4 separate regions of the Sus scrofa genome follow, and regions 1, 2 and 3 are each linked to region 4. Evidence: chromatin contacts called from public Hi-C and HiChIP or PLAC-seq data. All regions are on one chromosome and are shown on one strand. The core of a region is the stretch at or near the end of the contact, and the rest is flanking DNA. Distances in the headings are between cores, read along the strand shown.

What was found. A called contact is a pair of places that touch in the nucleus more often than the background predicts. HiChIP or PLAC-seq counts read pairs in DNA pulled down with a chosen protein or histone mark.
Region 1: an H3K27ac HiChIP or PLAC-seq map of alveolar macrophages shows a contact between it and region 4. The contact joins two enhancer-like sites. A contact is called at or near these places in 2 of 47 Hi-C or Micro-C datasets (liver and skeletal muscle) and 1 of 2 datasets of contacts at active chromatin or transcription factors (alveolar macrophages).
Region 2: a Hi-C map of liver shows a contact between it and region 4, with 2.5 times the contacts expected there. The contact joins two enhancer-like sites. A contact is called at or near these places in 2 of 47 Hi-C or Micro-C datasets (epiblast stem cells and liver).
Region 3: a contact with region 4 is called in an H3K27ac HiChIP or PLAC-seq map of alveolar macrophages. The contact joins two enhancer-like sites. A contact is called at or near these places in 1 of 47 Hi-C or Micro-C datasets (liver) and 1 of 2 datasets of contacts at active chromatin or transcription factors (alveolar macrophages).

The regions. Positions count from the first base shown.
Region 1 is chr8:136,475,848-136,482,894 of Sscrofa11.1, forward strand. It overlaps a transcript of RASGEF1B not described here. Among named protein-coding and RNA genes, the nearest start is that of RASGEF1B, 77 kb to the right of the region's middle. Within about 2 kb of position 5,429, at least 49 of the 83 cell types and tissues checked have an H3K27ac peak or open chromatin away from gene starts, as enhancers often do. A contact at or near this core is called in alveolar macrophages and liver, where this site is marked.
Region 2 is chr8:136,417,086-136,423,893 of Sscrofa11.1, forward strand. It overlaps a transcript of RASGEF1B not described here. Among named protein-coding and RNA genes, the nearest start is that of RASGEF1B, 140 kb to the right of the region's middle. Within about 2 kb of position 5,141, at least 1 of the 83 cell types and tissues checked has an H3K27ac peak or open chromatin away from gene starts, as enhancers often do. A contact at or near this core is called in liver, where this site is marked.
Region 3 is chr8:136,456,689-136,463,492 of Sscrofa11.1, forward strand. It overlaps a transcript of RASGEF1B not described here. Among named protein-coding and RNA genes, the nearest start is that of RASGEF1B, 96 kb to the right of the region's middle. Within about 2 kb of position 5,548, at least 3 of the 83 cell types and tissues checked have an H3K27ac peak or open chromatin away from gene starts, as enhancers often do. A contact at or near this core is called in alveolar macrophages, where this site is marked.
Region 4 is chr8:136,236,748-136,244,274 of Sscrofa11.1, forward strand. It overlaps a transcript of RASGEF1B not described here. Among named protein-coding and RNA genes, the nearest start is that of RASGEF1B, 320 kb to the right of the region's middle. Within about 2 kb of position 2,679, at least 12 of the 83 cell types and tissues checked have an H3K27ac peak or open chromatin away from gene starts, as enhancers often do. A contact at or near this core is called in alveolar macrophages and liver, where this site is marked.

The sequences.
Region 1 (7,047 bases), core at 4,179-6,678, 240 kb after region 4:
TTACATTTGGACTCCGCCGGTTCACTCTTGCATTTGCATATGCGAAAAGTGTCCTTTGTGTGCAGAAATCCTTGATGGCTGAGCTCTAAAACAGTGGTCCTCCGGTGTTGCACTGCCCGAGAGTCACCTACAGAGCTCGTGAAGAGGGCAGTTACCCAGGCCCAGCTGTGGCCGATGCCGGCTCAGTAAGCGCCATTCAGAATAAGCACCCGGATGATTCTGATGCTGCTTCCATCCAACACACTTTGAAAAGCTGAGGAAAGAAGAGGGATTTGGACACCAGAAGCCTTCAGCTCCCTAATTAACCCCTTAATGGCGGCCTGAGGCCAGTTATTACCCTCTGAACCTGTTTCCTCATCTATAGAGTGAGGATATAGGGCTCTCATAGAGTGTTAAGTGTAGAAGGGAATTTGTGTAGAAAGCACATGGGACACACACTAGGTGCTCAATAAATGTTTATTTTCTGCCCGAAGTCCTTGGTGGGTTCTGTCAAAGATCTGCCCCTAAGACGAGACTTTGGGGAAACTGCCTCTGCTCTGAGGACAGGACTGCGTAGTCCGTGGCCCAAACTGGGACGCTTTTGAGAATGAAAGAAGGTGCTGCTGATAATTATGCCGAAACAGTCCGTGTAAACCCAAGGCAGTGTAATCACCCGAACCACCCGTAAGGTGAACGAACACGCGTTGCGAGGCCTTACCTGAATCTGCCCTCCAGGCTTCGACTGGGCGAGCTACTGGTGGCCTCCACAGTTGTTTACTTGGCAGACGCTTCCCCGCCACAGGTGCCCATCTCCTTTGCAGTCAGAATCTGTCCTTCATGCATTTTTAGGAGTCCCCATAGTGGCTCAGAGGGTTAAGAACCTCACACAGTGTCCATGAGGATGTGGGTTCAGTCCCCAGCCTCGCTCAATGGTTAGGGATCTGGTGTTGCTGCCAGCTGTGGCGTAGGCGACAGATGCAGCTCTGATCTGGTGCTGCTGTAGCTATGACCTAGGCTGGCGGCTGCAGCCCCAGGTCAGCCCCTAGCCCGGAAACATCTATAGGCCTCAGGTATGGCCGTAAAAAGAGAAGAAAAATGCATTTGTACTATCTCCCCAATGTCAAGCATTAGTACCGCGTACTGAACATGGTAGGTTCCTCAGAAAATAATTTTGAATGGTTAAATGATTTAGTTTCTGTACTAATCTAGTTATTACCCAATAAACAAACCTTCTAAGTCAGTTCCCATTTTCTACTCTATCTGAAAATTTCCAAAGAACCAAAAGAACGAAGATTGTAGCACAATGCTATTTAAATTCCTGTATTTTTTCCTTCTATGTAGAGTATATAGAGTAAAACCTTTTTCAGACCACGAGTCTCAGAATGCAGGTCAAACTGGCATCTTAGGTTACACAAGGTGCCATTTTAACAAAGAGAAGCTGATTGATCTTTGTTTTAATAATGATTTTTATTTTTGCCATTATGGCTGATGGACAGTGTTCTGTCAATTTTCTACAGCACAGCAAGGTGACCCAGTCACACATACCTGTATACATTCTTTTATTTTGACAGGGTCTCATAGTTGCTTTCAGTAGATACTTTGGTGGTCATGATAAGAGAGACAGAAAATAAAGGATTTCTAGCTCGTTAACACTCTTGAAGCTTTCATCATTTTACGATCTGAATATTAAAGATTACTGATGTGAGATATTCATTGTGCCAAAGTTTGTATGAGCGTAGGACTGGAAAAAATCTCTGCGTCCAACACGATGGGATTGCTAAATAAGTCACAATAGCCGTAGACCCCTGGGCTTGACTGTGAGATTAAATCTGTTATCTAAATAATACGAAGACATTATTTATCTTTTCATCGTTTTGATGTTTGCCCTGAGAGTGCCAAAGCAATGGTGGGTAAAACTGCTCGTGCCTTCGCAGGGATCAAGGCAATGGCAGCCCGCTAGGCTGGTTGTCGTTCTATGCCTTAGCACCTTGCATGCCCGTTAAGCAAAAGAATAAAAATAAAAGCCAGCTTGACTTAAGAATGTCCTTGACGAAGCCGTGCAAATGAGCCATTCTATTAAACCTCGAGCCTGAGTACTTGTCTTTTTTTCTGTGTGACAAAACGGGAAGCAAAAAAGTTTTGGTGCATATGCAGAAGTTTGGGGGTTATCTCAAGGAAAAGTACTTATGCAAATGTTTGAGTTGCAAATTGAACTATAACGGAACATTTTTACTTGAAAAATTGATTGCAAACTGTTGTTATTCAGAATTGGGTATTTGGCAGATACTTTCTTGAAAATGAGGGAAGTGAATTTATTCAAGGAACACAATAGACCACATTTCTTGCCAATGGTAGAATTTGAGCTTTCAATTCTGTAAAGCCCTTGAGAACCTGACAGTGTCTCCACATTTAAAGACTTTCTGGGGAGATTGGTGGTGATGTGAATAAATGCTATGCTGTGGCAGGACATTACGAAGTAGGTCAACATTTGGGAGATCCGCATAACACAGTGAATCCTATCTGTAAAATGATGGATGCATGATGCTAGGAAATTATGCATAGAAAAACGATCTATTCCAAGTGTGAGATAGACCAGAGGATTTTACTGCAGCAAAGTCAAACATATTTATGAATGTGGTTTCATAGTCTAGATGGTGACTGGCTTTTAAGAAAACCACCCCTTTGCTGAGTTTCAGTGCAGCCAGAAGAGGATATTCACGATGATCTGAAAAGACTTAAAATGGTCCTCCCTTTTCCAGCTCTCTCTGTGGGAGGCCAGATTTTCTTTGTATATTTCAACCAAAACAACATTGTACAACAGATTGAATGCAAACGCAAATATGAGAATCCATTTATCTTCGATGAGGCCAAACATCAGCGAGATCTGCAGAATTATAAAGTAATGCCGTTCTTTCGCACTAAATCTGGAAAATAGGGAGTTCCCGTGTTGGCCCAGTGGAAAACAACCCCAGCTAGTATCCATGAGGACCTGGGTTGGATCCCGGGCTCCACTCATTGGGTTAAAGATCAGGCATTGCCGTGAGCTGTGGTGTAGGTCGCAGACGTGGCTCGGATCTGGTGTTGCTGTGGCTCTGGCGTAGACTGGCAGCTGTAGCTGCGAATCGATCCCTAGCTTGGGAACTTCTCTATGCTGCACCTGCAGCCCTAAAGAGTAAAATAAAAAATAAAAAATAAGAAATAATTCAGGAAAATAGTTAATTTTCATAAAACACATTGAAGTTATTGTGCAGTGAGCTTACAATTAATTAGCATATATTTTAATTTCTTCTCAACATTAATTTATAATACAGACATCTGTATATAACAAGTATGATACATCGATACAAGAAGAAATCTTTGGGAGTTCCCCTTGTGGTGCAGCGGAAACAACTCCAACTGGGAACCATGAGGTCGTGGGTTCGATCCCTGGCCTTGTTGCTCAGTGGGTCAAGGATCGGGTGTTGCTGTGAGCTGTGGTGTAGGTCACAGACGCGGCTCAGATCTGGTGTTGCTGTGGCGTGGACCGGCAGCTGTAGCTCCAATTACACCCCTAGCCTGGGACCCTCCATATGCTGCAAGTGTGGCCCTAAAAAGACAAAAAGCAAAAAAAAAAAAAAAAAAAAAAAAAAGACAAGAAGAAATCTTTGAACACTTCAGTAGATTTTAAGAATGTAAAAGTTCCAGAGGCTAAAAAGTTTAAGAACTGCTGAGTTATGGTATATTGATAAAATGAAGTTCTTTGCAACAGTGGAAGAGAATGAAACAGATGTGTGAGTGCTTATTGGAATTCACTCCATTATATATGATTAAGAGGATGAAGTGAGGTGTGGTAGCATATGAACAGAATTCTTCCATTTGTATAAAAATGGGGGAGTAAAGATGTATAAGAATATAGTTGTATATACACACATAGACACATTATTATTTACGAATGGAGATTTCTTTTTTTTTGTTTTTTTTTTTGTTTTTTTGTCTTTTTGCTATTTCTTTGGGCCGCTCCCGCGGCATATGGAGGTTCCCAGGCTAGGGGTCCAATCGGAGCTGTAGCCACCGGCCTACGCCAGAGCCGCAGCAACGCGGGATCCGAGCCGCGTCTGCAACCTACACCACAGCTCACGGCAACGCCGGATCCTTAACCCACTGAGCAAGGGTAGGGACCGAACCCGCAACCTCATGGTTCCTAGTCGGATTCGTTAACCACTGAGCCACGACGGGAACTCCGGAGAGTTCTTGTGTATCCTAAACTGTGGTTGCGTCCTGAACAATGACCTGGCCTTCAAGTAGATGGGAAAATAACTTTCATGGTATATCCTTTTGTGTTTAAATTTTTTTTCTAAAAATGGATGCATTCAGCTGAGGAAGCTGTTTAATGATTTTAAAAAACAAAACTTATACAAAGAAGTAATAAATTATCCAACATTAGACGAAATTACTGAATGGCACAGAATTGGTAAGAGCCCTGGGCATATTAACATGGAGTTGGCCCACTCTGGTTCTTCCGTTAAAAGAAATGTCTCCTTTTGAGTTCACAATTTCAAATTTTAACTTCCACCACAGCAAATAAGTACTTTGTGTCCTGCTTCTTATCTTTCTGCAAATATTTATTTTTCATTAATGTGAAGCAATTCTACTAGCAGTGCTTATTTTTGTTAAAGTGGAATGGCAAAATTTCACGGGCAGGAAATGTCCTTTTTTCTCACTGGGTTCAGTTTATTGGAAGAGGGGAAGAAAGACAAATAGGACATGGAGGACAGAAAAGATAAAGGAAGTGAGCCAAAAATAATAAGAGAAAGAATTAAGATGAAGAAGGGGAATGGATGACAGTGGGAGGGAACCAGGCAGAGAAAGTGACCGGGAAAGAGTCAAGAAGAGCATGGAGAGAAACCAGGAGAGGAGGAGGCGGAATTAGGAATTAGAACAAGGTCAGAGAGCAAGCGCTTAGAGATAAGAGGACACGGGAATGGAAAACAGAAATCCAAACAAGGGGAGCTGAGTTGAAAACAAAAAGCAGTTGATGGAAGCGCATCAGCGTCCTCCACACTAGCTAAGTGTCGCTGACTTTGGCTCCAAGAGAAATGAGAGTGAAAATCACGAGACAGAAATTCAGTGGAAAGTGAGCAATTGAGTGGGACGTGACACTGGATGGAAGAGGATCTAGAGGATTTTGATTTAGCTGAGACTCTTTTTAAAGATGTAAATTCTGTGGAGAGAGCTTCCAGGTGCTAATGGTGGGTCCCCTGGGCTTTCTGTGTTCCATCTGGAAGGCCGAAAGCCTAGGGAAGCCGAAGTGGGCTGTGACGGGAGGGCCAAAGGCAGAGACTGGAAAGAGACGTCCGTGACCCCTTATCCTGGGAGGAGGAGGGAGGGAACCCTCTCCGCTGGTCCTGCAGCTGGAGCCTGTCTCTGCCTCTGCCTCTGAGGATCAGCCCAGTCACGCTGACCAGACTGTTCTGACTAACAGCCTTCCACCCACCAGCCTTGGGCTGCAGCCAAGGGCTGTGCAGGGCGGGGACGAAGCCAAGCAACCTTTAGACTAGATTATTAGGGAAATGGAAATTTTGAGAGAAATGGGGAAAGAGGGGATTAATATGAGCAAAAGCGAAACTTTCGCAGTAGAAACTCTTGAGCACGTGAACTGGAGAATGAAAGTAGGAAGAGGAGCATGTGATCAAACAGACAAGTGTCGCCCAAGCCCTTTACACCCGACTAGATGCTTACTTAAGGGTGTGCTTGTTCTTCCTTTTAAGGAATATCCTCTCTTCTGCGACGATAGAGAACTGGGGGCTTCTGGGTCAGCACTGTGTCAGTGTTGTTATCATCTCCCACATCCTAGATCCACCGACTTCATCTTTTAAAGGCTGAGGTCTTGCAACCAGAGTGAGTCTAACTACCATCTGCTCTTTGCAAGCAGCTAGTTGGGTCAAGGCACCAAAGATCTAGCCACACAAGAATAATCCACTGAGTTGCTGGTCTTAAGACCACAGTGGACTGGGATGCACATCCATTGAAAGCAAGGATGGGACAATTTAGTCATATTCTTGTCTTTACCTGCAGTTACCTTTTGTCTGTACGGTATTTTGTCTACAGAAGAACTGTCAACGTAATTATCTTAATACTCGGCTAACACTGACCCAGAAGAAAGTGTTCTCAAGTGATGAGAAAAGTGAGCAAAAGGTTAAATGATTACGATAAAAATAAATTATCCTGAAGCATCTGGGGATGAGTCATTCAATGTAGTCGACAGTTTATCTCTTGAAGCACAAGGATATTTTTTACCGTAATTGTTTTATGTGGAAGTCATATTAAATAATGCAGTTCATTCTCTTTATTGAAGAGTGTATTCTGATGATATCTTTGCTTCCCTCTATTGCTCAGTGCTAATGATGGTTAAAATTATTTTCTCCTACAATTATGCAGTGATGACTGGGTCCCTCAGGAGGACGTTAACATGTTTGCCTCTCTGCTCAATCTCTGGGTCAACTGGACATTTAAAGGTTTTTCTCTTGAATTTTCTTCTTATGGCTTTCTGTTGCTCGCTTTGTTGCCAGCTGTCAGAAGCTGTTCCACCTGCTTCCCTCTTGAGACCGGTCTCTAATCCACTGAGGGCTTGCAAGTCAAATCGCTGTGTGTGTGTGTGTGTGTGTGTGTGTGTCTGTGTGTCTGTGTGTGTGTGTGTACAGAAGTTATCGATAAGACACCAGGAGATAGCTGCGAATCGGGACGGGAGCAGAACACCTGAACTTGTGTGTGCGGGATTCGTCGCTCTGTCAGTTTTAGTGTGTGACCTCTGTGATACCCTTTAGCTGCTCATGGTTGCTTTTGTTTTATTTTATAGTCTCCTGCTGTTAACAGAGACCGCCAGGTGAGCTCAGGACTAACAAAGTCCTCTGAATATAAATGGAGGGCGTCTCAGCCAATTGTTAGAACTCTCAGGAACACAAACCTGACAGTGAAAATAGTATTTGTGGAAGAGGACGGCAGATTGTACTTCTCCCCACCGCCAAACAAGACATGTTTATTACTCTCAAAACTCAATTACACAATTTCAAAAATTAAAAAAAGGGAAAA
Region 2 (6,808 bases), core at 3,891-6,390, 180 kb after region 4:
ATGAAAGAAATAGTGGTTCCTAAAGAATGCTACCTTTGTGATACGATCTAGGCATGTATTGATCAGTTGATATATTGATAAGTTCCAGGCTGAACATAGCCAACGGATAGAATTTCATGCAGGAGTTATGCTTCTTGAGCTCTGCTCGCTGTGTGTGTGTTCTGCATTTTCAAAGGTTAATGCCAGGCTGGTAACTCTTAGGGGGCTTTATTTCCCTCTACTGGTAGTGAATTCTGAATACGGCTTCCTCACTCCAATCAGCTGTCTCTTCTGTCTTGGAGTCAGCCCTTTGGAAAGATGTTTGTACTCATCTTAGCTCTTCAGCAAGCCCTCCTCTACAACCCCCCTCCCCAAACAAACCAGAACTGCAACGCGAAGCAGCAAAATGTCCTCGGAGTGAGCATAATCTCCTAGCATCAGAAGTTAGTGGGAGCTTTGCCGAGGGAGAGGAATTAGAAAGCAGCCCATAAAAATAAATGAATCTGTTTCCATAGCGACGGGAATCTTTCTCCTCATAGTTTTTATCCCGTGTCCCCCACGGATCCCTTAGGCAGAATAACAATAAACTCGAGGAAAACATTTTATTATCTTAATGGATTCTTAATTTAAAGCCACACACCTTTAAATTATCTTCCCAAGGATACGGTTGCCCGTGACTCCCGGAATTGAACACCTGAACGGAGCTGCAGGAGGAACCTCGGCCCCCAGAACCCAGCCAGGCGGGAGAAGCGGAGTGGGGAAGCCCTCGTGGGTTGCATGAGCATTTTGGATGCAGCTTTCCTGATGGGTAGCACACCTGTCATGTTTAATATTTCATCACTGAGGGAGATGTACGTCTGTCTGTGTTCATCTGCCGAGTGAAAATCCTGCACCCAGGAAGCCTACATGTGGTGAACACGACAGGGCTTCCTCATTTTGCCCCTAAATCATATTCACAGCAACCGGGAGGAATCCGTACCAGCTGCGAAGCCCCAGCCGCGGCTCTTCACCCACCAGCGAGCTCCTGGGAGCCCTTTGCCTTTGCTGCTGCGGTGCTGCTGGGTCTGCCTCTGCCATCACACCAAGGAGGCAGAAGGAAGCCCAGCAGCTGTCCTGTTGGAAGAGTAGCTGCAGAGACAAAAGACCTAGGGGAACAAATTCCTGGGCAGAATGTCCTAGGGTGCAGGTGGGAGACGGCGAGGCTCCTGGGAAGTGGAGCTGGTGGAAATGTCCGGGGGTAAATGAGGCAGAAACTCGTAAGTCAGGAGACGGTCCGTATGTGGAACGGCGCGGACCCCACGCGTGGAAATTATTTCAGCATTGTCACAAAGCCGAACGAGAAAGATCTGCGTGAATACCCTAGATTTCCTGCGAAGTCATCTCATGGGGGAAAAAAGTCATGACTCCCTTCCTTAACCCCTTGTGAAGGTGAACATACGTCCCAGTTTTCTTGGAGGGTTTAAGGTTTATGTCTTTTGTCCCAGGGTAACCATTACTGCCACCTCTTTTCATTCTCAAAATATCTCAAAGGTGTGAACAATAAATGCTAAGATCACCTCCTTAAAGCCGAAAGTGTAAGTCTAGTCATCCACTGCTGATTTTATCTGTTTCTTTCCATACATATTACCTGCTGTTTCTAGAGCGATTTGGGCCACATTTCCAGGATGTAGCCGCTGCCAGGGGTAGCCTCTTTCAAGCTAAAGATAAATGGAGCCGTGAAGACACGTTTCTCGAGATGAGAAGTGGAGAATGGGGTTGCTTCCTTCTTAGGTCGTGATACTTAGGTGTATAATGAAAGCCCATGCATTAGTTTTGCACCCCAGATGCAAATTTCTTGAGGACAAAGAGAGAACACTATTTATCTTTCTATTGCCAGGGCATTTATAGGTTTTCAGAAGTGTGTAGCAGCCCTAAATGAATGACTACAACAGTAATGAGAAGGGAGTTTATTTGGGCCCAACCCCAAGAAGAGTTTGGGGAAGCAGGTTTGCATACTCCTATGAGACAGTGGAATAGAGAAGGTGAAGGGAAAAAGGAATTTCAGAGACTCTATTTTCTCTCTTCCCGTCATTCGTTAACTTTTTAAAAATTGCAAAGTAGTACATTGTATACAGTTTGGAAAAGGGAAAAGGCAATAAGAAAAGATTTAAGAAGCTCACTCATCTCCCAGAATATAATCAGGGTGAACTTTTTAGGGTATGGCTATCTTATGTTTCTGACTCGTATTGACATACGTGTAAATGTGTGTCAGTATGTTCGTGTGGTTTGGGGCATACCTCCTCTTTTCAGGATCACCGCTCTGGGAGGGACTGCGCTGTTGCCATTAGCAAGATTCTTCATAAAAAAGAGCCTACCACTACTTGTTCAGGTGGCAAATGAGAGCCTAGAATCATGTGGAGAATTTCTGTGAGTCCTGCAAGTGGTGGAAGGGAAACTTGAAGAAAGAGGGGAGATTGTTTCTGTTGCTTTATTTGAACTCGAGTTTTCCTTAGCCTTTGCTAAAGTCTTTTGTTGCGAAAATCAAGTGAGTGCAGTTGGGAACACGGAACTTGGAATCAGAAGATTGGTACCTATATTCTGAAGTAACCATTTATTTGTTGTCTGAACCTGGGCAAGTTCTTTAACTTTTTTTTTTTTTTTTTAAACACTTGCACCTGCAGCATATGGATATTCCCAGGCTAGGGGTCAAATGAAAGCCGCAGCTGATAGTCTGTGTCATAGCCACAGCAACACCAGATTTGAGCCACATCTGCAACCTATGCCAAAGCTTGTGGCAACGCTGGATCCTTAACCCACTGAGCGAGGCCAAGGATCGAACCCTCAACCTCGTGGTCCCTAGTCAGATTCATTTCCGCTGCGCCGTGACAGGAACTCCAAAGGCTTAGCTTATTTAGCTCAAATGCTCATCGTTTTCTTGGGTACCCAAAGCCTGGACGGCAGGATGAGGGAAATCAAAGGGGTTGTGCTGTATACAATGTAGTGGCATAGACACTGAGGCTGGGGTGGGAACTTTCCCTCAAAAGACAGTGTAGGGGAGCAGACCTCAGGTGACATCTCTGATTCCGGGAATGAGATGAGTCTTTGAGGAGGAATTGAGAGTTAACACGGGAGTTTAAATATCATCACTAAGTACGGAGAGGCAAGAGTGGGCTCGTGAGGGGAAAATGAAACCAATATTCGGCAAATTTCAACGAAGTCCAGTTGGGAATACAAAAGCAATGAGCGATCTGAGAAGTTTAAGGTGCATCTCTAAGGGAAGCCGATCTACTTCTTTTCAGATTAGGACCAGCCATTCCTACTTCATTGGGCAATGGAAGAAATAGGATATGTCCTCAAGGCCATAGACAAAGAGACGTACCGGGCTGGCCAAGATGAGCTGAAGGGAAGCTGAAGGTTCATTAAAATATAGGTGGGAGTTCCCGTCGTGGCACAGTGGTTAACGAATCCGACTAGGAACCGTGAGGTTTCAGGTTCAATCCCTGGCCTCGCTCAGTCGGTTAAGCATCTGGTGTTGCCGTGAGCCATGGTGTAGATCTCAGTCGCGGCTCAGATCCCGTGTTGCTGTGGCTGTGGTGTAGGCCGGCTACAGCTCCAATTAGACCCCTAGCCTGGGAACCTCCATATGCCGTGGGAGCAGTCCTAGAAAAGACAAAAAGACAAGGAAAAAAAAAAATATATATATATAGGTATTACGTGCCAAAGAGCTGGCTTTCATTCATTGAAGATGTAACTTGGTTCTGGGCATCATCATAAATACTGGGAATATGGCAACTCTTCCTTACCCTTGATGTGCCTTATCCCTTCCCTGCTTATTTTTGCTAGTAGAACTATTACCTTTCTCAAATACTATCTGTTTCACATGTCTTTATTTCTCCCCTAGAACCTAAAAGCTATGGGGTCTGAGCTCTATGAGAGTGGGGAATGCCCTCTGTTTTGTTCAGTGTTCTATTCGCAGCATCCAGAAAGTATCTTGCTCAAAAATAACTTGCTGAATAAATTAATGAATTCCATCATTTATCTGTGTTACTTGCACAGGAAAGAAGAGAGATCACATCCACAAGGCAGCAACTATCTGAATGTTCCTTGGAAACATTGATGAGGCATGTATACATTTCTGTATTAATGAGAGGATTTTCCTCTCCTATTGGGCATAAATATATCTCAGTGGGTTTACCAGTATATTAATCAGTATAGGTTGCATGATGCTGTGACGACAAATTAGCCCCCCATTTAGCTTAACTCAACACAGCACAGGCAGTGCAGAGTAGCCAGAGGTTCTGCTCCACAGAGTCACTCAGGCACCCAGGCTCACAATATCTCCACCAGCCTTTGCCACCAACACCTCAACGTGACACTTCAGGGTCTGCCACTGCAGGAAGAAGGGGAACAAGCACAATTTATGACTCTGCTCAGGTTTGCTCCAAGCTTGCTTCTTTCTCCAGCACGATCTCAAGGGACTGGGGAAGACGGTCCATATATCCGGGGGGAGAGGAGTACCAGTTGAGTAAGCGTGCTCGTCTCTGTCATAGCCAGTGACCAGTGCTGTGGGGCATCACTCATATTTAACAGAAAAAGCTCTTGGGGGACAAAGAATTGACTTTGGGGTTGTTTGGTTTAAAAAAGTTTGAAATACAGGCCTAGAACTAAATAATTATAATTACATAACTATATTGCATACGTAAGAACAACACTTGAAGCCAAGTTTTTTTTTTGTTTTTTGTTTTTTTTTCAGTAAATTAAGGGGAAAAAATCACACAGGGATGGCAGCAAGCAGTCACAGACCCATTCACGTGACTGGATCAAGGCGCTCTCTCTTGAGGTTCCCACTATGGTACATGGGTTAAGAATCTGATTGCAGTGGCTCAGCCTGTTGTGGAGGTGTGGGTGCCTTCCCAAACCTGGTGCCTTGGGTTAAAGGATCTGGCGTTGGCATTGCTGCAGTTGCAGCATAGGTCAAAACTGCAGCTTGGATTCAATCCCTGGCCTGGGAACTCCGATAAGCCGTGGGTGGAGACACACACACACACACACACACACACACACACACAAAGTCTCTGAGGCCTGTTGTGAAAATTTGTTTATCTAACCAGCACTGTCAGTGCTCATTCTCTTTTCCCTTCATGGAGAGGGAGTTTTTCATCTCCTGTGAATGTGACATTGTTCCCGCAGAATCCATCTTTCCGAACACAGGGATGTCTACTTGGACCTGACCTCCAAGGCCCCATTAAGCAGGAAAAGCAAGAGCTCACTATCTTCTAAAAACAACAGATTCTGGCTTTTTATCCTATTATGAAGGAAATTCCATCATAACAGCTTGGTCACTGACCTCTAATTCTCAGGCTTGGCGGGAGGAGTTATGCATAGTCTCAAACAAGCCCAGTTGTCGTAAATTCACCCTGCTCCTCCATGAGAAATGTTTGCAGAAAGTGATTGTACAAGCAGGCAATTGATGAACCTATGCTGACACGTCATAATCGCCCAAGTCCATAGTTTACCTAAGGGCTCATTCTTGGTGTATAAGAACATGATATCGTGTATCCATCAACATGTGGTACCACACAGAGGGCTTTCACCGCCCTGAAAATCCTCTGTGGTCTGCCTGTTCACCCCCTTCCTTACTTCTTGGCAACCAGTGATCTTTTTACTGTCTCAGTAGCTTTGCCTTTTCCAGAGTAGCATCGAGTTGGAATCGGAGAGCCTGTAGCCTTTTCAGATTGGCTTCTTTCACTTAGTAAGTAAGATGCATTTAAATTTCCTTCATGTCCTTTCATGGCTTCAAAGCTCCTTTCCTTTTAGCACTGCGTGATATTCTGTTGTCTGGATGTGGCACAGTTTATCCATTTACCTACTGAAAGACCTCTTAGTCACTTCCAAGTTTTGGCAGTTATGCATAAAGCTGCTGTTAACATCCGCATCCAGGTTTGTGGGGGCATAAGTGTTCAGCCCCCTTGGGTAGGTACCAAAAAGCATGATTGCTGGATTGTATGGTAAGGATGTGTTTAGTTTCGTAGGAAACGGCCAGCCTGTCTTCCAAAGGGGTTGTGCCATTTTCCATTTCCACCAGCAATGAATGAGGATACCTGCTGCTTCGCATCCTCACCAGCATTTGGCATTTGTCAGTGTTCTGGACATTGTGGTCATTCTAATAAGTGTGTAATGGTATCTCATTATTATTTGTTTATTTTTTAGGGCCACACCTGTGGCACATGGAAATGCCCAGGTTAGGGGTTGAATTGGAGCTACAGCTGCCAACCTATGCCACAGCCACAGCAACACTGATCCAAGCAATGTCTGCAACCTACACTGAAGCTCACGGCAACACCGGATCCTTAGCCTACGGAACAAGGCCAGAGATCAGACCCACAAGGGGAACTCCCTCTTCATTGTTTTATTTTGCATTTCTCTAATGGCATATGATGTGAAGCATCTTTTTGCCAACTGTATGTCTTTTTTGGTGACTTTTCTGTTAAGATGTTTGGCCCATTTTTTAAACTGGTTGTTTTCTTATTGTTGATTTGTAAGCATTCTTTGTATTTCTTAGGTTAGAATCCTTTGTCAGATATGTTCTTTGCAAATGTATTCTCCTGGTCTGTGGCTTGACTTCTCATTCCCTTGACATGATCTTTTGCAGAACAGAAGTTTTTAATTTTAATGAAGTCTAGCTTATCAATTACTTCTCTCATTGATGGTTCCTTTTGTGCTATGTCTAAAAAGTCGTCAGAGTTCCCTCTGTGGCAGAGTGGGTTCAGAATCTGACTGCAGTGGCTTGGGTCGCTGTGGAGGTGCAGGTTTGATCCCCTGTCACACACAGTGGGTTAAAGGGTCCCAC
Region 3 (6,804 bases), core at 4,298-6,797, 220 kb after region 4:
AAACTTTCATTAATGAGGAAAGTAAACACTCCTTACAGATGATTGATGCCCATTGCTATGCTAAAGCTCATGGTAACAAAGGAAAGATTTTTATCGGTTGGAGACCAGAAAGACAGCCCAGCCCGTGTGAATTCCTTTCTCTTAACTGGTAGCAGTGAGCCAGCTGAGGAAATAGGCATATTACCCTGTTTAGGTAAGTCTACCAGATCTATTTTACTGAGCAGGATTGCAGTGGGAGTTCCAAGTGCCTACTGTGCCTTTAGAAGGCAAGAGTGATTTTCCGGTCCGTCTTTCCAGATGCTGCTCTTACAAAGAGAAAGAAAAATGGTTACTGGCTCCAGCTTGAACTTTGGATGGCAGGTCGGTCAGGAAAGAAAATTGTATCTTGCAAATATCTGACCAGTTTAAAATTAGGCATTTTGATAGAGAAAGGCTAAGTGTGAAAAGAGAGAGCTCTGTGCATACTAATTCAAATGTCCCACAAAGGAGAGCTTGTGGCACTAAAATGTACACGCTTTAGTTCTAGTCAATACACTAATCATAAAAATAAAGCTTAGTGGTATGCTTCTTTTAGAGGAGAAAAAATACCAAAAAAAAAAATGGAGAATTCTCATACAACTTCATCCCAGCGTGGAACAGATCTCACTCCGAGGAAAAAAAAATACACTTATTCATACGATCAAAAATGTTCATTAGGAGTTCCCACTGTGGTGCAATGGGATCAGTGGTGTCTTGGGAGTGCAGAATGTGGGTTCAGTCCCCTGCCCTCCATACAGTGGGTTGAGGATCCAGTGTTACTGCAGTTGTGGCTTAGGCTGCAACTGCAGCTTGGATCTGATCCCTGGCCCAGGAACTCCACATGCAGCAGGATGACCAAAAAAGGAAAAAAAAGGTTCATTAAATATAGTAGATAGACACCAATTGATCAATGATGCTAAGTATTCTGGGAGATACTGAAGAAGTTATCCTGTCTTAAGGGTTATAGAAAGACTTAGCATTGGCAAGTAGTTTAACTGTCATCTAACCTAACTTCTCATCTAATGTGTAAACCTGTCCTACAAATGCCTGCCAAACCTCCTCTGAATAGTTCCAGTTAGAGGGAGCTTTCCACGTCCTGAGGCAGTTCAGGTCATCTTTAAATAGCTCTTGGTATTAACAATAATAAATAAAATTTATTGAGTGCTTTTACTATGAGTGCTTACACTGGGCTGCCCATTTTATCTTCAGAAATCCTATTTCATCTTTATCACAACCTTGTCAGGTGCTACTGTTATTATTTTCATTTTACAGGTGAGGGAGAAACCAGCAAGCGTCTATCATCTCACAGCTGCCAAGTGGAAGGCCCAGCTTTGACTATGTAGTCTGCGCCTTAAACAGTATACACATGCAGCCTCTCTAACTCAACGTCTTCCCTGTGATGACCTGAAATCCACCTTCACATAGCTTATCTTCACGAGTCCTTATTTTTAATGAGATAACACTAATCATGTCTAGTCTCGTTCCACGTGATTGCTCTCCAAATAGTTGGTTAGTTGTCTTATCCAGTCTACCTGCTCAGTCTTTCTGCTGGATACGCACTTTCCATTGTTTCTTGTCTGAGATGGTTTCTGAGCCCTTCGGCATCATGGTCATTATCCACTGGACAGACCCCACGGTGGGGTCTTACAGATTTAACACAGCGTAAAATCATTTGAGCTTTCTTGTAAGAGTGGAAACAGCTTGAGTCGTGTGCTCATTGTCTACCAAAGCCTCCAAGTGTTCTGAGTATTGTTGGTCAGCTGTCCTATCTCTGCTATCCTATATTCGCATAGTTGATTTTTTGGAACTTGAATTTAGAGCTTTGTACTTAACTCAGTTATATTTCATCTCAGTAGTATGGCTTATTGCTCTAGAATGCTGAAGTCTTTTAGGATCAAGATTCTGCCATCGAAAAATTTTCACCCTTTGTTTTCATTCATGTTTGCCATGTGTGAAGCCGTCTGAAACAGTAGATTAAAAGAACAATTTGGTTTCTAATTCTGTGTGGCTGAATTTAGGCTGGGCTCAGCTCAGTGGGTCTTTTGGACGTGACCAGGCTTATTCATGCGTCTTGGTCAGCTGCTGGGTCAGCTGAGGAATGGTGATCTAGAAAACCTCAGCTGGGATGGCTAGTCTCTGCTGCACATGGTTTCTCATCCCCCACCAGGCTGGCCTGCGCTTGTCCACAGGTCCGAAGAGGGGTCCCAAGCATGCAAAAGAAACCAAGAGAGGCCCCCTGAGTCCCAAGCTCAAGACAGGGATGCCGTCATTTTCGCTGTATTAGAATACTCTTAGCCAAAACAAGGCCAAGGCCAGAAGCCTTCAAAGGCTGGAGAAATGGACTCTGTATCTCGATGGGAGGGGCTTCAAAGTCATTTGGAGAGGGTCCAGATAGGAATGGAAAACATGACAATTGGGCCCACTTTTTAAAAACTGCCACGCTCTGAGGGTCATGCCACTTGTGGAATTGATAAGCACATTGTCAAAATGATCCTTTTAAAAACTCATAGGAATTTTATTTTAATAAGATCTAAAAATAGTCCTATGTAGCATACTACTTTTGCTCTTACAATCTAGTGAGACAACCCCAATAAATACACTGTAAACAGCAGAAGAGAAAATTACCTGCTAGACTATATACCATACTGTGTCTAACGAGGCATATTTAAAGAGCAAAGAGATCCACAAAGGCCACCATGAGGAAAGTGCTTGTAGATAAGTTTAAATTTGATATGTGTAGCCTTTTGTTTTTTGTTTTTTTCTTTGTAAAAGGCTAGAATCTGTACTGGGAAATAGAAATGATAGAACTAGCATATGCTAATTAGCACAGCAGGCTCAGAGAATAACCTAGAGGGAAAATATTGAAGAGTTACTCTGAAGAATGAGTGATAAGAGAAAGGGTGGCTAGTTGGTAGGGGATCTATAAAGAGAGAACTTAAAACTAGGAACTTGAATTTGAACTTGACTCTGCAAGCCGTTGGGCAGTATGGATGGTTCTTGAACAAAGAGATAAAGTGATTAAATTTTTGGCACAATTAGCCTTGCATTAGTTTGAATGGAACATTTTTGTAGTCAAGGAAAAATCCCTGAGAAAAGCCTTACAACTTTTTAATTCCTGATTAAAATCAAGTCCCAACATCATTTAAGAAAATGACCTAAATTTTTACCCTGCCAATGTTTCATTTCTGCCAATTCAAGAAGACGACAGGAGGTGCAAGCATCTAGAAAGAGATTTTACCATGTTCTTTTTCTTAAAGAAGTGAAGGAAGTACAACTATTTCTGCCTAAATTTGAGTCATTATGTCATGTGTACGGATTTTTCAAGGTTATTTCCCTAAATGGCAAAATGATGATTTGTGGAAGTGAAAAACTGACATTTTCAAAGTTCAGAAACTTAGTGATTGAACAAAACCCTGAGAATTCACAAAAGTCGAAGTTTTCCATTCTGGTGTAGAAGTGCTACTTACAGTAAGAGGATGTAACAGCACCCCAACCTTCTCAGCTATTCTCTTAGTCTTTGTCCTACTGTTTTTGCCTCTGCCAATAATTAAATCTCTCTCTAACCAATATTCCAAAACCAGGACACTGAGAGTGTTGGAAAAATTATTGGATATTTGGGGACCCCTTAGGAAAGCACTGTAGCCAGTCCGAGATTCCATTGCCAGGTACACGTGTAATAAAGGCCATCTCGTCTTGACTACTTGCCTAAAGACCTTCTTGGAACACATCCTTTGTAGAAGACATCAGTTTAAATCCTCATTTCCCTGGCATAGCGAAGTGAATTCCAGAGTGATTTAAGATTTGAATGTTTAGACCCACACACACACATAATAAAGTCCTGAGAAAATATTTAATGATCGGATATAAAAGATTAAAACTTTCTAAGCTTAAAAGTATTGGAAGCCTAGTGTACTAGTGGATCTAGAAAACAATTGTCAGTGATTATTTAAAATGTCAGCTCAAATGTTGCTTAGGAATTTTATCAAGAATAGATCAGATTGGAGTTCCCGCTGTGGGTTAAGGATCCGGCATTGCTGCAGCTGTGGTGTAGGTTACAGCTGCGGCTTGGATTCAGTCCCTGGCCCAAGAACTTACATATGCCACAGATGCAGCCAAAAAAATTAAAAAATAAATAAATAAATAAGAGATCAGGCTGACAATCCCTGCAACCAGAGGTTAATTTTAACGTCACTGAAAAAGGGAGAGGACTCGGACATTGTGTGTCCCGTGACAGGATACAAAAGGAGGCTCACAGCATCACCCGCGAGGTATTCTGCCCCCAGTTCTGCCTGACGTTTATCACATCCATAGACCCACTACCACTGTGTAGAAAACTCAGGGGAGAGAGGAAGGTGGTAAACGACATCGTAAGACTGTAGTCACCCCTGGAGAACAGACTCTCGGTTGCCGAGGCAGGGGGAGGGAGTGGGAGCCTGGGTTAATAGATGCAAACTGCTGCATCTGGAGCGGATAAGCAATGAGATCCTGCTGTACAGCACAGGGAACTCTATCCAGTCACTCGTGATGGAGCATGACGGAGGATAATCTGAGAAAAAGAAAGCATATATAGGTGTGACCGGGCCACTTTGCCGTGCAGTAGAAATTGACAGAACACTATAATTTACATTAGAGTAAACCAACTATAATGGAAAAAATAAAAATCATTTAAAAATGTAAAGAAAAAGAATATAGTCATCCCAATGAAGAAAGTGAGGTCTTCCTTAAGATAGATGACCCAGTTTCTTCAACAAATACATGGCATGGAATCTAAAAGGGAGGGGAAGCCTCAGTGACATAGCAGCCAAATACAGCACATGAGCCCTACAGCACATTCCCTTGCATACCGAAGTGAATTCCAGAGTGATTTAAGATTTGAATGTTTAAACACACACATACACACATAATAAAGTCCTGATTCAAAAATCCAATTCTGAAATGACTTTTTTTAATAAAAAAAAAACTGAGCCTGATTTGATATTAGATATTGAGGAATTATGAAAAATGGTGATGGGATCGTTGGTGGTTATTTGAAAAGCTCTTATCGGTTAGAGGTATATTCTGAAGCACTTACCTGCGACTTGATATTATGTCTGAGATTTACTTTCAAAGACTTCAGCAAAAGAACAATGAGGAGATGGGAGGTAATAGATGAAACAAAAATGGCAGAATGTTGACAGTTATTGTGCTGGGTAATGAGTGTCTTGGACTCATTAAAATATTCCCTTTACTTTTGTGTGTGTTTTGAAATGTCTGTTCAAATTGTTTGAAAGTTGTTGGAAAAAGTCATGAAGGCAAAGTTTAAAATAATTGATCTCACAAACAAAATTAAGAATTCTGTACCTTCTTAAACAGCAGGTTGGGAAAAATATCTGTTATATATATGGCGACAGAGTTAACATTCGTTTTCATACAAATGTGGCACGCACACCCACCCGCACCCACACACACACCCACCCACCCACCCACACACACACACACACACACACACACACACACACACACACACACGGAAGTTGATAGGACAAATACCGAGAACCCAACAGCTGAATGACATAAACATAGAATTGAAAGGGGAAATGCAAATTGCTTAAAAGATCCGTTTAGAAATAATCATAAAAAAGCAAGTTGAAATTTTTTGAACTGCTAAAGCAATCTATTCTCCAGAATATATATGTGCCTTTTATGTCCTGGAAACAGTCGTTTCCTATGATCAATAGAGAAATTTTTTAAAAATAGTAGCAGCCTTTTTTGTTAAATGCCAAAAAAGTGTCATGGGCCGTACAGTAAGGACTATTTTTGGAAAGTTTCTCTAACACTTCTCCAGTGCTGATAAAATCCTGGCCAAGGATCCCTGCAGGGGCTGAAGAGGGAGCGCGTGAAAAAAATGAACTCGGGAGAGGGTTGTGCTGAGCAAGTCTGCATGGGGGGCTTCTGGGGATGTTGACGATGCTCTGAATTTGGCCGATAGCCGTGTGAGGGCTCCCCGAGCAGGGTTTCTCAGTAAGGATTTCTTATTCGTCCATACACATTTCGTGCCCTTGTAAAGAAATGCATTCTACTTTATAACGAAAGTGTTTTGTGTAAAGTGAATACCGAAAAGTATAGTCACCCGCATGCTTTGAGTTGCCTTATGTGGTGGTTGTCCTGATAGCACCCTGTTTGAGCAAAGAGGACCGTGGCTGCCCTGGAATGGAGTGGGCTTGAGATTCGATAACAGTAGAAACTGTTTCCCAAGAGGAATTCTTAACTCACCTTTGGCTCTGGGAGTTCCCTAGAGGCATGTTGGCTGCTGGAGGAGTGTTCAGCTCTAAGAAACACCCTAAAATCAGAATACTATAGGAAAACCCAAGGATCCCCTGAGAAGTTGGGGCTTTTTTTTTTTTTTCTTCCATCCCAGCCATAGGGATGTATTTAATGGCCAGAAGAAATATGTGTATATTATCCATAAAGATACTGGCAGCAGGACTTTCTAAGGACAGGCTGCCTCTAAGACCGTTTTCTAACAGTGAAGATGGATTTATTGCTACTTGTTTTCATCTTCTTACCTGACTCCTCCACGTGACTGCTGACCATGTGTTTGCAGGATGGATGGCAGGGGTGGAAGAGCGGATGATTTCGTTAAGCTCTGGTCTTAAAAGATTAACCAAGTCGGTTCTCCAGCATGAGCTTTCAGCTTGAAGACGAAGTGCCAGGAAAGGTGGCATTGATGTGTCCGGAAGGCTTGTGTAAAGCAGCTGTATCTGGTCAGTCTCACATCCTCTGCTTAGCATCAGGTGACCAACAATG
Region 4 (7,527 bases), core at 1,429-3,928:
CGGTGCTCTAGTCAAGCCCGGCTGGTCGCTTTCCCCGCAAACGCTGCCGCCACCCCTTCCCCCCTGCGCCTTTCCTCTTAGCCGGCACGTCTGTCTGAAAGGACTTCCCTTCCCTTTCCACCTGCCAAACGCCGTGTTGAGAGGCTGGCTGATGCGGAGTCGGGGGAGCAGGAGATGGTCGCGGCCGCGCTGGGCCGCCGCCCCTCCGTCTCCACTTCCCTCCCGCCGGCCGGGCTCGGGGCCAACCCGCCGCCTTCCCGCTCAGCTCCCGCAGCGCTTTTCACGGCTTCGTTAAATTCTCGTTTTTACAGCGATGACTGTCCGTTTGGATCCGCTAGGGAAGAAAAAACTGCCGTCTTAGTCACGCGCTTGTTCATTGCGCATGTCCTCTCCCTCCAGTTGCTCTTGTTCCACCTCGCTTTGTATGTAACATTCAGATACTGTCTTGAAGATAAATTTTATTATTAACATGAAAGTTCAAGGCCCATGGTGTGTCCGTTTTGAACTGTCTGCAAAGGGAGGTTAAAGCAAAGACAGTAACACCCAGAGCTCCCGTCGTGGCGCAGCGGTAACGAACCCCGCTAGGATCCGTGAGCATGTGGGTTCGATCCCTGGCCCCACGCCGTGGGTTAAGGACCCGGCGTTGCCATGAGCTGTGGTGGAGGTTGACAGCTGCAGATCCAATTTGCTCCTAGCCTGAGAACTTCCATATGCTGCAAAAAAAAAAAAAAAAAAAAAAAAAAAAAAAAAAAAAGTAAAAGAATCAAGGGCCTTTGTTTTTAAAAATGTCTTCAGTCAAAATAGTGATAGTGACATATCTAGTAGAAAGGAAAAGGCCTCTTATTTGACCGTCTGGTGTCACGCTCCCCGGAAGGACGCTCCGCTCCGTGTCTCACTCTGTGGGGATCTGCGTGTGAGAAGGTTGCCGGGGAGAATCACCAGTGTGAGGCCGACGCCTGGGGAGGGGGGAGGCGGGACAGGGAGGCTGTGACGTGGTCCGGGGTCTGGAGCTGGGTGTCACGTCAGAGTGGTTCCATCTCGTGTCGAGACGGCCAAGTCTTTTTACCACCATGTTGACCACAATTGGAAAAGGGTTGGCGACCTTGGGCTAGGTGTTACCCAGTCCCTGGGGAATGACTTAGCCGAGAGCCGCCAGCTGCCAACACTCCCACCAGCTGCGACCAGGGGGTGGGCTGGGGCGCCTCAGTTCTGAAGAGGGGGTCTGGGTGCCTCACCACAGCATCCACTAATGCTCCACCAATGTAGCTGGGATGCTGGCTGGTTAATGTAAAAGCTCGAAGAGGAGAATAGTAAGAAGCAATATGTACATCGGCCTAGTACTTTATTTCAACTTAAAGTGTATAAATGTGCATTTATTTGCCAGCCTTTTAAATAAAGACGCAAGGCCTTAACTGGAGCATGCACGCTCTGGTTGACCTCTTACGTCTTTGGCAAATGGCATAAGAAGGTCACTCTGGAAAGCGTCCTCTTTCAGTGCTCGTGCGTCATTGTTGTCCTTTTACACACAAATTTGCAAGCATTCCTTTTCGTGAATTGCCTTTATACGTCTTCGTCTCAGGGTTTGCTTTTATATCTTGTCACAGTGTCAATGCCTGTGTCTTAGAGTCTCGGGTAGAAGCCTTACAGGGGAAAGCGGCAGAGTATCCAGTCCGCCTCCCTTGATCTGCCCTCCAACCTCTGCAGCTCCCTTTCCTTGTTTTCACCTGGATTTGCACCCCTGGTAACGTCTCTGTTTATACTGTCATTTTTGTCATAATTTTCCAGTTCTCTATGTCCATGGGTGTCTCCTGTAGAAAGCGGTGGTCTCGTTTTCTTACGGGCCCCATTCTCTACATATGCTTCCCCTGGTGTCTTCCAAGTCCGACCATGTCCGAAAGCTGTGGTTTATATTCTTGAGCCCGTGTTACTGTCGCATGTGGCTAAGCCGTGTGCTATGTTAGGAGTGCATTCTCTTTTCTATGTAACTTTTAAGGGGTTTGGAGGGAGATAGTGATTATCAGAGACTTTCTGTGCCTCCGTTTCTTCAACTGTGAAATGCGAGTGACGGTTCCTACCTCACAGGGTGTCAGAGCTATATAAGTGTTAGTAGTTTTCACTGACTGTTTTTTTATATGCCAATCCCCAATTCATCTCAAACTTTCTAACAGAGCTGTAAATATGCGTTCAATGCACTTCATCACGTATTAAGTGCTCAATAAATGCGGAAACATACACATAGCCAATACTCATGAACAGCAAAGTAATTCCGTTGAGAGAACAATGCACTTGGCGTTAGGAGGCCTGGTTCAAGGCCTGGATCTGCCCCTGTCTAGCCGTCTGACTTTGGCCTAGAATAGTTGAATCACACTTTTATAATCTACAAATAAGAGAACTGGATTAGATAATCCCTAGGGCCTTTTCCACATTTCTCGATTCTGTTAATGAAATAAAGGATATGCAGGAGATGCCACACGTATTAAGACGGCAGTGATGAGAGCTACCACCACTTCTAGCCCCACCTCCAGAGACCTCTTCAAAACCTCGGTCAGGCAAGAGCCTGGAGGAGGCATCACTCCCGCTGTGACCTAGGAGAATTTTGCTTAGTCATGCTGGCTGAGCCCTCGTCCTCCCCTCTGGGACGCCTGGTTGTAATTTCAGGGAGCCACCACTAAAGGTCGCTCTAGGTTACCTAACGCCGTGGTCAGGAATACTCCGCGTGTCTGCCGAGCCTCAGCACTACCCTGTAGTCTGCCTACAGGCTTAGAACGACACGCTTTAAATGTTGAAACTCAAACATCAAAACACTGAGACGGAAATGAACTATTTTTTTTTTTTTTTTAAAGAAGGTGGTAACACCTTCCAGATTCTTCCGCTGGCCTCTTCCCTCCGAGGCTGTTTCTACCTATCTCGTTACTGCTGTAAACTGGGTAAACTGGAACTTGAAGGAATTCTCAGTTGAGCAATTGTTTGTTTGGCCTGAACTTTACGATTTTTGTTCCCCTCAAGATAAAAGAGATTAAGCTGCAGAAGCGAAATATGGGATTCTTTGTTTCCTGGTTCTTGCTTCTGTTGGATCTCCAAGCTTTTCTGGAATCTTAGACACTTCGTGCATTTCATTGATTTTATGAAAATGGCAAATATTTTAAGATTTCTAAAATTGTGATGCTTGGTACAGTCAATGGCAGCAGATGAGTAGCAGCACTTTTTTAGTGATATTTTATCATCAGTGATGTCTTTTATGTGATAAACACTGTATCTGATATATGATATATCCACCTTAATTTATTCGCAGACAATGCTGTGTTAAAAGTTGTTTGACAGATACACTTCTTCTTCCAGCCTTAATTTTTCAAGGAGCTCCAACTGGAAGTGAGAGCAATATTTACTGAATGTCCACCCATGTCTGAGCTCTGGGATATGCATATGTGGTTGCATTTAATCCTTTTCAGGCTATGAAGTGGGCCTTTTGCTGCCCTTTTACAGTAGAGGAGACTGAGGCCCAGAAAAGTCAGTGACGTGTCTAGTGCCATGCAGCGAGTGTGGGTCCCTGCGGAAAACAGTTTTGTATTTTGACTACAGATCTCAGATTTTAAGCCATATTATGTGGCAACTTAGGGCACGTGTCTACTCTTTGGCACGAGGTTTTTCTGACTTAGCCTGCAGAACTTAGATCTCTTTGAACAACATACAAGTACTTTCTCTTTTTAAAATATATATATTTAATTGAAGTATAGTCAATTTATAAGGTTGTATTAGTTGTGTGTGTGTGTGTATTCTTTTATTTTGCATTCTTTTCCCTTATAGGTTATTACAAAATACTGAGTATAATTCCCTGTGCTATGCCGTTGGCCCTTGTTGGTTATCTGTTTTATATATAACATACAATTGCTGTCTGACAGGCTTTAAGAATGTTAAATTCAGCCTTTAAGAACGTTGATAAGCAGCATAGAAGAGGTGTTTCTGAATTCCAGCCTTACTCATCTCTCTGATTAAAAGGGTGGAGTAAAACTCGATGTATCTGAGATGAAAGTTGCTCCCCTGTGGGGCCGTGGGCTCCGAGAGAGAAAGCAGAGCTGGGTGAGAGCAGCAGAGCAGCAGGGGGCCTGCACGGCTCCTTTAGGGCCCCTGGATCCCCTTAGTCTTTTGGCAGACCTCTCTAGGAAACAGGTTTTCAAAATACCTTGAATTAAAAAAAAAAAAGAAAAAAAAAAAAGTATTTCCTCCAAGTCTCTAACTTACAGGAAACCAGCCATTTAGAACATGATTCCAATCAGAGTCCACCGTGTCCTGAGACGCAGGCTGTACGCAAGACGGAGGTGGTAGCCCCTCTCGCTTAATTTTCCAAGGAGCAAAGCTTAGAAACAAGAGCAATGCCTTTCGTGCATCTCTGCGTTGCCAGTCCCTCTGCACGCAGACGGCGCCCACTGGTATTCAGCAGGAAGGCAGTTGGTGGCATGATCATGACCGGGTTTGCGCAGGCCCGGGGGGGCTGAATTTTCCACTCTCAGCAACTCTTAGAAATGGCTGAAATACATGCCATTCTAGGTCCCTACCTCATGTCCTGAAGGGCATTTGTTGTCTACAGGCTGCACTCATGTCTTCCACTTCCAATCCTTTTGTATTTCAGGTGCTTATTTGTAAATCTAAAGACATTAGCAATGTCAGAGGTTCTGCTCCATTCATTTGTCTAGGGATTTATCATCAAAATATTCCTTTTATATCAGCAACTTGGGGTCTTACGATGATAAATAATCCGGGGTTCTATTTTGCAATGATCTTTCAAACAGAGGGCATATGATTATAATATGTACAGGATATAATAGCCAACAATTCAGGGTCACGAAGAGATGGGTTGATGACAATTATTTAACGTTCCTTTGGCTTAAAGAGAATACTATATTGCTGAAGCAATTTTGAAATGATGTGTTTAACTTTCCATCTCTTAGGGGAGGCAATGACTGTATTATATGTTATCTGGGTGAAAACCGTTGTACCAGAATTACAGTGAGTGGCCACATAACAGAGGCAGGGCTGAGATTTGAGCCCATGCCCCTTTCATTAAGCTACCCTCCTCCCAAGAGGAACGCCTTTGGCCCAGCCAGGCTTTTCTGTGAGCCTCTTTTACTTATTTATTTACTTGTCTTTTTAGGGCTGCACCCATGGCATATGGAGGTTCCCAGGCTAGGGGTCCACTTGGAGCTGTAGCCTCTGGCCTACTCCACAGCCACAGCAACTTGGGATTCAAGCCACGTCTGTGACCTGCACCCCAGCTCACGGCAACGCCGGATCCTTAACCCACTGAACGAGGCCAGGGATGGAACCTGCATCCTCATGGGTACTAGTCGGGTTTGAAACCGCCGAGCCACAGCAGGAACCCTGGTGAGCCTCTTTGAGAAGAAGGGCCTCCAGTGGCTAAGAGATGCTCAATCACCATGGTTCCCTCTCTGTTCTTTGCAAGGCAGGCGGCGATGATGTGCCGGGGGAGGTGGGGATGGAAGGCAACGAGGAGGCCGAGGCTCTCGATACTGGTGGCAGCCGGGAGCGGGCAGGAGATGTCACTCCTCTCCTGCTCACTGCAAACATGGGCACGAGGGGTCGGACCCTGAGATAGGTTTAGTGACAACACTTCTGTGTGTAGCAGGGAGATGCGGGGTCTCAGGGAAGAAGGAGAAGCTGAATATTTACTTGGAGGAAAAATCTCTACTTTTCTAAGGACTCCTGGCCATGGCAGTCGTACTGCTGATTGGGAAGGGTCTGCTCAGCTCAGCTCAGCTCCCCCGGCGAGGTCTGCAGCCCTGTGCCACGTGAGCAAAATGGTGTTTCCTCCTGGGAACGATTTGCTTTATTCTTTGGTGCTTTCTTGGGCTTCATCTTGTGCCAGACCTGAAAATCTGGAGCTGTCAACTCTAGGCTCGCCCCCAGAGAGCTTGGTGGCAGGGTTCCAGTTCCTTAACAGTGGCGAAGTGTGAAGACTCTTCTGCGTGCAGGGTAATATTTCTGGCTTTGTCCACTGTTGGCACCATAGACACGGGCTCAGGGTGGCCAGAGGAGCTTTAGTGGATGATGAATGTTTGTTTAGAATGATGATCCAGGGAACTGAGTTACAGTACAGCCTCTCGGCAGCAGGCCTGTCCTGGTCTAGAACATTCCCTCAAAGAAATTCTTGGTTTGGCAGTAGCCCCAGGTCAGATGAGGCCAAAGACAATGAACCTTTGGCTTGGAGTTGCTCTTTACTCCCCAGAACGTCCTTCGCCTGCCCATGGCTTTGTGTGCGGTAGGCATCTTCCTGTCCTCTTCCTGCTCCATCCGAGACCTGAGTGAGTGAGGGGCTTGTGGGCTTATGTCTTCGTTGCCCCTCTGCCCAGGCTCCATGACCCAGAGCCACGGATCAGCACCCTGGCCTTGGTGTTACTACTACTCCTGGAGCGTCAGACAGAGCTCGGTCATTCAAAGCAGCCGTTCTGTTCGCTGCATGCCACGCATTCTAAAGTATGTGACTTTCATCTCATCCTCACAGCCTTCCAGGTAGCTAAGGGAAAGGCTATTACGCTCTTCGAGGATGGAATTCAGTGACTTAATCAAGGTTACAAGAATGATAATCAGGGGCATCAGGACTCGAGCCAGGTGTTTCTGATTCCTGGATCTGTACCCTGAGGCAGACAGACTGTAGCTTGCAGGCCAGACCTGGCTGCTGTCTGTCTGGGTGTGACCTCCAAGCCAAGAGTAGTTTTTACATTTTTAAATAGCTGGAAAAAAACAAAAGAAGACTAGTTCAGGACACATAAAAATTAAATGTAATTCAAAGTTCAGTGTCTATGAAATTAACTTATACTGGAACACAGACAGATTGACTCATTTATACCCTGTCTGTTACCCCGTTTTGTCCTCATTTTCTAAAACTTCATTTATTTTTTCTTGAAATGTAGTTGATTTACAATGTTATATTTCTGGTATGTAGCAAAGCAATACAGATCTCTCTCTCTCTATGTGTATGTAGGTGTAGATGTGTGTGTGTTATGTATATACACACACACACACATTCTTTTTCATTTTCTTTTCCACTGTGGTTTTTTAAGTATAATATATTGAATATAGTTCCCTGTGTTATATACGCCAAGACCTCGCCATTTATCTTTTCTATACGTAATAATTTGCACCTGCTCATGCCAGACTCCCAGTCGCTCCCTCCCCTGCCCCCTTCCCCTTGGCAACCACAAGTCTGTTCTCTATGTCTGTGAGTTTGTTTTGCAGATCAGGTCATTCGTGTCGTAGTTTAGACTGCATAGACACGTTGGTATCATAGAGCATTGGTATGAGCCTTTTTATGCTACAGCGGCAGAGTCGGGTTGTTGGGACAGAGACGTTATGGCCCACAGAGCCTAGAATATTTCCTCATCTGTCCCTTTTTAGGAAAGTTTTGTCAGCCACTGTGATAGATGATCAGTAAATAGAGACGCGTGGTACAGTCCGTCTGTATTGTTTGCTAAGGCGACCGTAGGCTGCCACAACAGATGGTGCAAACTGGGC